Regions from separate parts of the Gossypium hirsutum genome. Here region 2 is linked to region 1. Evidence: chromatin contacts called from public Hi-C data. All regions are on one chromosome and are shown on one strand. Each heading gives the region's core, a stretch centred on a gene start, on an enhancer-like site or on the middle of the called end of the contact. The rest is flanking DNA. Distances are from core to core; before and after follow the strand shown.

The links. Hi-C and Micro-C count contacts between places; a contact is called where the count stands out from the background.
Region 2: a contact with region 1 is called in a Hi-C map of leaf, with 1.9 times the contacts expected there. The contact joins the promoter of LOC107892216 here to the enhancer-like site in region 1. A contact is called at or near these places in 6 of 34 Hi-C or Micro-C datasets (cotyledon and leaf).

The regions. Positions count from the first base shown.
Region 1 is chrD09:10,581,072-10,586,504 of Gossypium_hirsutum_v2.1, reverse strand. No RefSeq gene overlaps it. Among protein-coding and RNA genes, the nearest start is that of LOC107892218, 20 kb to the right of the region's middle. Within about 2 kb of position 2,409, at least 3 of the 9 cell types and tissues checked have an H3K27ac peak or open chromatin away from gene starts, as enhancers often do. A contact at or near this core is called in leaf, where this site is marked.
Region 2 is chrD09:10,625,719-10,631,151 of Gossypium_hirsutum_v2.1, reverse strand. It overlaps LOC107892216 (zinc finger protein CONSTANS-LIKE 7), which reads right to left and starts at 2,047. Exons shown (of 3, transcript XM_016817233.2): 1 at 946-2,047. The coding sequence starts at 1,713.

The DNA.
Region 1 (5,433 bases), core at 1,160-3,659:
CACTTTAATTGGAAAATTAATTTAATAAATAATATTTATTTTGAGAAATAGAAAAAAAATGTATTGGGTTGGATTAAATTATAAACTGTTGGGTTAAAAGTCCAGGAAGCACATATAATTGAACTCAATATAGAAGAAGCCCAAAATCTCCTCATAATACATATGAGGGGCGACAACCCTAGTATATTTAACTAGGGTGTGTTACCCCCTTCTCCTAGTTAAATTAGGAGACTAGTTTTTCTATTAAATAAATATTATTTGTATTCTACTAATTTAACTAGGATTTTTCTATCCCTCTTTATAAATAGATGACACTGGTAGAGTTATAGATAACTTTGAGATATTGTTATTTTGCGCGAAAATAGTGAGAAATTTATTTTCTAAGTATACAATTTATTTTTTCGGAATAACAATTCTACCAGTTTCTATTGAGTGAGAATAACTTTCCTACTAAAAGTAAGAAATTGTTTCTGGTTCTGTGTTTGATTCGTGATTGTTCGAGCCCACACTCGAAGCGATTCATGATACGAAAATAGCAGAGAAGGTCGTTTGATTAAAAGTCGGGAATGTCTAGGATCTGTCTTGTACAAAACATAGGTACTTTTTGAGAAAAGTTTATTGCTATAAATATCACAAGTCAGCTCGATTTTCAAAATTTTAATTTTTCACTATGACACAAAACTGTTTTAAAATCAGATTTTTTTCCAACAATCCCTTGGGTTCAATCCTTGGAATACTCTGAGTGTTACATTGTAACACTTATAAATATTACAACTAACTTGTCACACTTGCAATCAAAGTCGCTTTTAATTCTCTATATTTTGTGCTAAGTCTCTACTCAGTGAACGAACACCGACATACGCAGTCACATCTAAGTCCTCCTTTTGAGAAATTAGATTGTAAACACAACTTGTTTACACTTTAATTGCAGTAAAAAAATATGTTCCTCGATGAATAAGTAAACGCTCTCAATATTCGATACATAAACCTATACAAACCTCTCAAATCTATAAACATTCAAGACTTGCTTACATACTAGAGATCAGCTTCAATCCCTATGTAATAGCAAGATACAATGAATTAATAAAGTTCAATATAAAGTAGAATACTTGGAAATATGTATTTAATGTAGTCCTGGTGCAATCTTCAAATTTCAAGGGATTCGATTGCTTGATTTGATCCGATCCAATCCAATTTTCAAAGATTTGTTGCTTCACGAGATGGATTTGTAAATATGGGTAGCACACGACTACAAAATCATTTAATTCATTGCCCAAGTGATTTGGTTGAAAAGATTTCCAACTCCAAATAAGACAAGTTATGTTGCTAGACGAAATGTTAGGGTGAAGTGGCCATTTTCGGCTAGCACTTTGATAGCCACTTCAAAAACACTTGCCTCCTTTATCAAGGTTGATCAGGCCTTCCATATTTAGAGCACAAAACCATCTTCACAAGGTAAGCTTTACTCCATCTTGATTTGCCCAAATCTCATCAAATCAATTGTCATATAATTATAAAAAAAATATATCATAGTCTATATATTCTTAGATTGCATATATCAATATACAAGGTAAGTAGATCGCATAAGAATCCTTTAAAAATAAACTTACTTGATTCAATCTTTTCTCAAATGGTAAACACAAGATTGGATGCAAAATCCTTAAAAAGAGAGAAGCAAATCATCAAAATATTTTGATAAAATATGCCAACAAATAAAGCAAGTTATATGTCTGGCACAATATTAACTGAAGTCAACACAATATTAATTTGGTTAAATAATTTCATTTAGTTTGTTTAATGAATAGATTTTATTTTTAATGTAATCATAAAATAAAAAGATAAAGAAAAAAGAATATTAATTGGTCAAAAATAAAAATATTAAAAATTTATTTAAAATATTAAAACTTTGTACCAATTAGTAAGGATACATCTATATAAATTGATATTAGTTGAGAGTGACCAAAACACCAAAAAAAAAATAAAAACATAAAATAAAACTTATATAATTTGATATCGGTATAGGACAGAAGCGACATATACATACGGAACGCCAAAGACATGATCTGTACGAGGCCATCCCAGCCATTAACTTTTACCCATATACTCCCAGGTTTATACGAGTGTAATTATTATATTGTTGTCCTTTTTTTATTGCAACATTATTGTTATCATATAAAACCCTCCGTAAAAGTAACCGACAGAGAAGAAGGGAAAGTGTCGGTGGAGAGTGCCCCCTTTTTGTCCTTTTCAATACAACATTGTATGATTAGATCCAGAATTCATGTTTTTCTTGTTCTAAAATTAACTGATGAAAATCATTTTAAAATAATGATGTCCAGTCTGAATCCGATTTGAGGATATGCTTTTATTTTTCATATATTACAAAATATTTATATTTAAGGTTTAGATAAGATTTATAGGGCCACTTTAAGAGCTTAGCTAATATGGACCTTGAGGTTAACAATGGCTTGGACCAAGGCTCTCTTCTGTTAAACAGGATACATAGTTTTAAAAGTATAAAAACTAAGGCTCCCTTTGTTTTACTTACAATAATTTTCGAAAAATAATTTTTAGAAAATAATTTACTTTTCTAGAAAAGTTGAGAATTTTTTGTGTTTGGATAAATCTATATAAAATATTTTTTATTGTTTGACAAATTTCTTAAAAATATTTTATAAAAATTATTTTCAATAAAACAAACTTACATTCGAGATTTTCTTATATTTTAATTGTTTAATTGAGTTTATTTTACATCTATAATTTTATATTTTACATTATTTTTGCATATATTAAAAATATTTTGTTAAATTTAGGTCCAATACAGCCATTTTTTAGTTGCATGATTACCAAATGAATTTTTATTTAAAAATGTGATATCAACAAAATTGACAAAAAAAAATTAATAATGTCAACAATTGGACTTTATTTTCAAATCTAAAAAGTAGAGGGACTAAATTCTTGAAAATAAATGTACGGGACTAAATTACAAATTTGTAAAGAGTATATAGAGACTTATGACATATTTTAACCTTTATACTTCAAAACATTTATTATTAATATATTTATAATTATAATAAATATTTATTATTTTTGGCGAATAATAAATATTTATTATTAAAATATTAATATTGAATATTTTCAATAATATGTGATGAATATTATTTAAAATTATTATTTTTAAAATTTATTATTAAATAAATTTTAAATATTTATTAAAACAATAAATTATATTAATAATTTATTATATGACTAATATAAATAATTAAATAAGTATGTTTAATAATATTGAAAAATATAATATTTTAAATATTTTAAAAATAAAAATAAATTTTATTATTAATATAATAAAATTAAGCTTGATTTAAGTTAATTTTTATATAAAAATAAAATTATCTATCTAGGAGCTCTTTACCGGAAAATGACTAACGCTTTTTAAAAGAGTAAGTCATTTTACAGGTAAAAAGGGCTTATTTTACGTTGACTTGCAAGTTATTTTTTGTCGACCAAACTGTTTTCTGTGAAACAAACACAGGAAAATGCAGAAAGTATTTCCGTAAGACTTTTTACATGTAAACAAACGGACCCTAAATTCATAATATTCACAAAGTAGAAGGACTAATAGTAGAATTCAACCATTTCGTTCATTTGTTATAAAAATGAGCATTTTACGTAAATGAGACATTAAAGAAAATGAGTAAAAAAAATCAGGGAGGTATAGTACTAGGAGTTAAATTCCATTCTACCATTTTTTTACTTAAAAAATAAGCAAATGACTCTCTATACATTAGATTAAAGGGAAATTTGGTACTTTCTATTGAAAATTTCATCCATTAATACTGTCAAAAGCTGGTGTGATTGACAAAATAACCAAACAAATACATGTGAAAATTTCATCCACATGTACCTCGTTCTGACTTAAAGAGACTAAATTTTAATAGTAGAAATGGATGAAATTTTTAACAGGAGGATCAATTTACTCTTTAATCTAATGTACATGGATTAATTTACTTATTTTTTAAGTAGAAGAGGTAAAATCCAATCTGACTCCTAAATATATAAGGGCGTCTATAGTACTTTTACCAAGAAAATACTAGGTTTTCATGTTTTAAGTTACGTGGAAAGTTAATGAAGTTTTGGCTCAAATAACAAAAGTAAGGTCTTGAGATCATGAGTGCTCATGTTTAAGTTCCACTTGTGTTAACTATTAATTTCATTTGAGTTAATTATTTAGTTCATTACTTACAATTAGTTCTAATAAAAAATATTGATATAATTATAAATTGTAACTTCAAAAAGAATTATATATGAAAAGAATAAACAATTTAGGATGTGTTTGATTCACAATTTTTTCCCATAAATGTTTGTTAGTTGATTCATATAATTTATTTTCTAATTTTTTTAAAGTATGATTTTTTTTAAAAGTAGAGAATCTCTTATGTTTAAATGATTAAAAGAAAAAAAGAAGGTTTTCGTTTGGTTATTTTCTAGAAAATTTATTTATTTTTCAGATAAAAGTATTTAATAAATATTAAAATATTAATAAATGCAATATTATTATTCCAAAAGCTTAAATGCTCATTTTTTCACTCAACGGAGCACTTTTCTCTAGCTTGATACTTGTACTTTTAATTATCCCATTTTAATACTCAAGTTTTTTCTATATCCACTATTCTAATATTTTTTTTTGTAATGTCGTAAATTGTAGATGATGTGACAAGGCACATGGTAAAATGTCATGCCATCATTTAAAAAAACCAACATTTGTATAAATTTTTAAAACATATAAAAAATCTAAAATTTCAAAAATAAATACATATAAAAATTCAAAAAATAATTAAAATTTTAGAGAACTACAAAAAGATAATGAATTTATATAAAAATAATAAAGAAAAATATTTTCAATTTTCATCCAAAAGCAAATCTTCAAATTCTTACGATTCCATGCACAATTTTTTTTCCTTCATCCAAAATCTTAAAAAACACAAAATTTACTCTTTAGGCTTTGCTTGATACGATGAAAAATGGATGGAAATTAGAGAAAAAACCTAGAAGGATAAAAAAATATTTTTTTTCCATTAACATGTTTGGTAGTTGGTAGGAAAGATGGAAATATATTTTATTTTCCTCTATTGCTTGGTAAAGTTGAAAAGGCATAATGTCAAACTTAAACCTCAATGTTTGCATATTTTATCAATGAGACCGTTGGATATAGTTGGCATGCTATAGGATTGTGAGTACTCACCTGTATGTGTTATATGATTTGGGCATTGAGGCCCTGAGGCATGTTTAGAGAGATAAGGGAATGTGAGCTAAGATCCATTCAACGATGCATTTTTGGTGTGATGGAGAATGTTAGCTATGTGCTTCATTTTTGGGGATATGTTCGACTCTAGTAGTCATTTGGCGTGTTGGAGATTCGTGTATCTGATTTGT
Region 2 (5,433 bases), core at 798-3,297, 45 kb before region 1:
AAAAATTCATGCCCAATATAAAAGAATTTTCCAAATTTAAATAATTTTCCCTTAATTTTATTTAAAACTTTCATTTCAACACATTCGGTGAAAAAAACAAAGGGTTAAAACAAAAAGGTGTTAGCAATCCAAAAACATTGGACCGCATTTAATTAATGAGAGAAATCTTATTATTTTTAGTGCGTAGGTATATTTCCAAAGGCTTGCTATGCTATAAAGGGTAAAAAGATTAATTTAAATTTTAAAATATTGTCACGGAAAACTATATAATATTTTTAATATCAACCAACCAACCAACCAACAAAATGTCACTAAGCTGGGCCGAAAATGAAAAATCCAGCTGGCTTAAAAGGTATACTAGGGCCCATCAAGAAAAAAGCAAAAAGTGCAAAACATAATTTTCATTAGCTACATTGAGCCTATCATCATCTCATATAGAAACAAAGCTAGCATGGGCTCAACTTCCCCCCCATATGCCACTTTCTTACACATTTTTATCAATTAACATAAAAAATATAAGATAAAATCAATTCACTATTTCTGCCATCACCTGATGTTCAATTATTATTTATCTATGTATGCAATACTCTTCCAATTTATTACCATACACCATTGATTTATTTTGACTTGTATGTTCAATTATTATTTATCTATGTATGCAATACTCTTCCAATTTATTACCATACACCATTGATTTATTTTGACTTGTACATAAATTTTTTTTAATATATATAGTTAGTGTATTAAATTCGAACTCATAAAAATATTTGTGCATAAAAAAACATTTTTTTGAAGTTGAATAAAAAAAACATCTTGAATGATTTATTTTATAAAAAGAAATCTAGTGAAGTCCAAAATTAAATATTTTTATTAATAACTCCTAACTTTTTAACATTAGAAAAAGTTAAAAGAAAAGAAATGATTGATTAGGGGCTAAGATCTTACATTGGGAGAAGGTTGATGCAAGTGAGGGACAATTTGAGGGGACTCTCCTTCAATGTAAAGGGGGCCCTTACCAGACCAAGCATTCATTATCTCCTCATAGTCAAGCTTCAAAGCCAACAACTTTTTCATCTTCTTCTTACTCCACCATGCACCGCCATCATAACCACCGTCTCCTCCGCCGCCGCTACTCACTTCTTCCATCTCTTTCTTCTCCACAACCTCAGAATAAACCACCCACTTCTCCTCACTCTCATCTCTCTCCTTCTTCCCTTTCATAGCCGCCCGTACAAGCGACAACCTCGTTCGATCTTCATAGCTATACCCCCTATACGTAAAAGAAGGCGACAAAGGACTCTCTTCCGACGTCACCGTAGTCGCAGTCGTCGTGGTCGTCGCCGTCGCCGTTTCATTCTTATAATTATCACTACCTTCGCTGTCTAAAAGACCGTTAAGTGTAACAGCATGATCACTGTCTCCCTCTGTCGTGTTGAAAAGCAAAGAAACATTATCGTACTGTGTATCACGATCTTCAACTAAATTTTCAGGGTGAAGTGGGAAAAGATTAAGCTGTTTATCTGTAATTTCTTTGTTGTTGTTATCGTTGTTGTTGGTTAATGGCATTTGGGGTAAGTTTTCTTCAAGGTGAAGAAGGCTAAGGTACTTTGGTCTCCTAGTTTTAGTTCGGGTTTTCCGAGAATGTTTCAGAGAAAAACTACGAGACTTTGGTTTTCTTTTGCTTCGCCTAGTACTGTTGTTATTGTTGCACATATTTCTGTTTGGATGGAGAGAAAATGGAAAGAAAAAAAAAAAAGAGAGAAGAGACCTTTAAAGAGGGAAAGGGAACAGAGCGGGATCTACAATATGGAAGGGAAAGAGGCTTAAGTGTCAGAAAATTACAGGGGAAAAGTGATGGTGATTGGGTTGATTGGGGGTGGCACTTTATGTACACGTGGAAGAAGATGATTGGGAAGGGGATTAGATTGTATTGTTATCTGGATTTCGTTGCTATAGATAGGGTTGGGGTTTTAGGGATACCAATTGGCCAAGACAGGAAAATGTTTGATTTTTGCTTAATAAAGAAAGATAAGATTATATTTCAATTAGGCTAAAATTCAGATACCAAGCACCTTTACTCTAAAATTCTCTTAAACCTTCCTTGACATCTATTTATTAAGCAAATTTTAAATAAAAAATAATTATTTTCATATTATTTATTTATGTATTTTATTTTTAATTACAAAAATAAATAATATTAATTAAATATTAAAATGATATAAAATTAAATATATTTAATTTCTTTCATAAAAAAATTATATCTGACTTCAATTAAAATAAGATATGTAACTTTGATATCGATTTGTGAAATTATTTTATATAAAATCAATTAATTGCGATAATGGAAAAAATAATTAAAATATCAAAGTAAAAAAATATCAAAGTTAATGTTATAATTAAATAATCAAATATTTAATATGTATTTACATAAGAAATTATTAAACAAGAAACAAAAAGTGAAAAAGATGACAAAATTAAAATATATTTATTATTGTTGACTCAAGTAGTTGTGTAGTTACTACTAAGTGTTATAAGACATGAGTTCAAATATCACTGAACAAATGTTGAGATTTCTTTGGTAGGTGGCTATGTCCATCTATATGGTCCTTTTTATCACTGCTTTCACTTTATGAATTTGCCACTTCTTGAAGCACCTGGCTATTAGAGTTGGGAGCTAAAACTCCCATTGCAGATAATATTGACCTGTTGAGGGGTTTGTCAGCTTATGACAAACAACACTTTACAAACTTTTATCGACAGAGTTGGTCTACCTCAAAAAGGCCTTAGCTTAATCACGAAGTTAACGCTCTTGGAACTTTAAGATATAAATCGTGTGTGAGTTCTCAAACAACATTCATTTTAGTTTATGTCCTACTATATGTGAACTTTGTATATATTTAATAAGGTATAGATCTGGATATATTCTAATTATCGATCAAGTTTTATAAGATTAATTCTGGTTATAATCATTCATATGTATTCTTTATAATTGTAATTGTGACGGTATGTGTAACAATCTTATTAGATAATGTTTATTAATTATATATTTTAATAATATTAATATAAATTTTAAATATTTTATAATAAATTTAAATAAAAATATTTTATTATTTAATTTGAAATAGAGTTGATGAAGTCCAAACCAGAAACATCTTACCTAAAAATCGGGCCGAGTGAGTCAGGCCGTCTTGTATTGTAGTTTAAAACTTTAAGTCCTCCTTTAGAGGGATGGGGAAACATATTAGATATAATAATTGTGAAAGTAATTTAATAATTATAAGTGAAATTAATCATAGAAACTAAAGCTTTCATGTGAAGTTCAAAAACCAGAAAAGCAAAAAATTATTACTTTTCAGTAAGTGTATGATAGTGAAGCAAAAACCAATCACCAAAGGTTAGACTAATGAAACAGGAATGTAATAAGGGCATGGAGGGGGCGACTTAATGGCAAAAAATATGGTGGAAGTCAACAGAGAAAAACCCAGTAGCCAATCAGGAAAGAAAGGCATGAGAAAGTGCAAAGTTGAGGGTCCCCTTTTTGAGAACCTTTTTAGCTTTTTGCTTACACCTTTTTGGCAGCCTCCGTGACATGCAGGCTGAACACCTCTACAAAGCTCCAATTTGGGGTTCGTCAATAATCTTTGGAAAACTCTTTCCTTACTTTTTCTATTTTATTTGAGTTTGTCAACATTCATCAAATATCTACTTTGCTTCTTACTTTAGGACTTTGGCAGTTAGGGATTGAGATATGTAAGTATCACATTATTTGTTTCGTTTAATAAATTTGATTAGTATAAATTAAATTTTGGTTTGATTTGAGTATGTTGTATTGAGTTTTGTTTACTTCCAATTTTGTAAAAATAGCAACCTTTTAAAATGATTTTTTTTTGGCAAGAAGCTTAAAAAAGTTGAAACATATGTTGTCTAGTGGTCACTATGGCTTAGCACTATTAAAAATTGTACAAACAAAAATAAAGGACACCAAAGAGTTGTTTATGCAGTTTGGTTTCTCTATGTCTACAGAGCCTAGCTCATCACTATCTTTAATCACAAATAGAATGAGTGATTCATATTCCATCACTCTCCAAGTATAGAGATCTCACATTTGTACCTAAAGACTAGAACACTCACCTCCAAATTCTTCCCTTGAAAACTTGGGCAGTAAACACTCCATGTTTACAATTTAGCTTGCATTTACTTTCAAAAGCAATTCCTCAAATGAACAGATTGAAGTGCTCTTAATAAACTCTCATACATAACCTAGACAAGTCTTATAGCATATATTTGTTTTAGCTTTCTAACATAAAGTCTAAGTGAATATAACGTAACTCATTGAAAATAGCTATTACAACATAAACATTAAAAGCATAATCAATCAAAGGTATGTTATCCAAAATTAGCAACATAACCTCGAACGGATCTTCATATTCTAATGACTTAATTTATTCACTCAAATCCAATCTAATCCAATATTCAATGGCGAATGATTGGTTTCTTGTAACACTCCAAACCCAGCCTAAACATTATGGTCGTATCTGGCAATGTCACATGATAGTGTTTTTGAAACCTCGTTGTTACGATGAAAACATTCCATGTTATTATCTTTAGTAAACCTTTGTTAGAACTTAGGAAGTCGCCTTTATTCATTTAAAACATTTATTTTGAAACATCCATCGTTGTGGAAGCTTTAATAAAACAGTCTGAGTGATCATACGTTTAGAAAATACTTTAACTTTTTGAAAACCAAATTTCCTACTATCAGGAGGTATAAATCCATAAAGTAAAATAAATAAATAAAAACCCAAAATTTAAAACCAAAGTCCAAGAGAGTCCTTAAATTACAACCCAAATAATCAATAATAATCGAATCATAAATCGTAAATTGAAAACCATGTAGTCCAAAAATTACTATGGTCATCGCTGAGTCCTCCATCGCGCCGAATCGTTTAAGTCTGGGGATTACATGTGCATTTTAAACAAAAAGGGTGAGTTTACGTAAACTTAGTGTGTAATCCCGTAGAAACAAACAAACAATCAGTATTCACAGTGCACAGTTGAACAGTCTTGGGCCTAAGCCCTTTTTAGTATCAGTGATAGTTTGGGCCTTAGCCCATCTCAGTACAGTGTCAAAAATGCAGTAGGGCCTTAGCCCATCACAGTATTAGTAGCAGTAACAGTTAAGCAATAGCAAATTCCTACCCAACCAGCCTCTACACACCATCTCCGTCTAACGCTACACTCCATGTGCGGATATAATCAACCCACCCATCCCTACACTCCAAGTAGTACCGAATGCGGCACAAAACAGTAGTTTGCAACTGAGCTGCCAATAAATTAGGCTTAAAGCCTTTCAGTACACTTCCTCCGAATAACAACCCCCAACCCAATGCAATGCAACATGCCATAGATGATATGCTATTATGCAATTTTAGT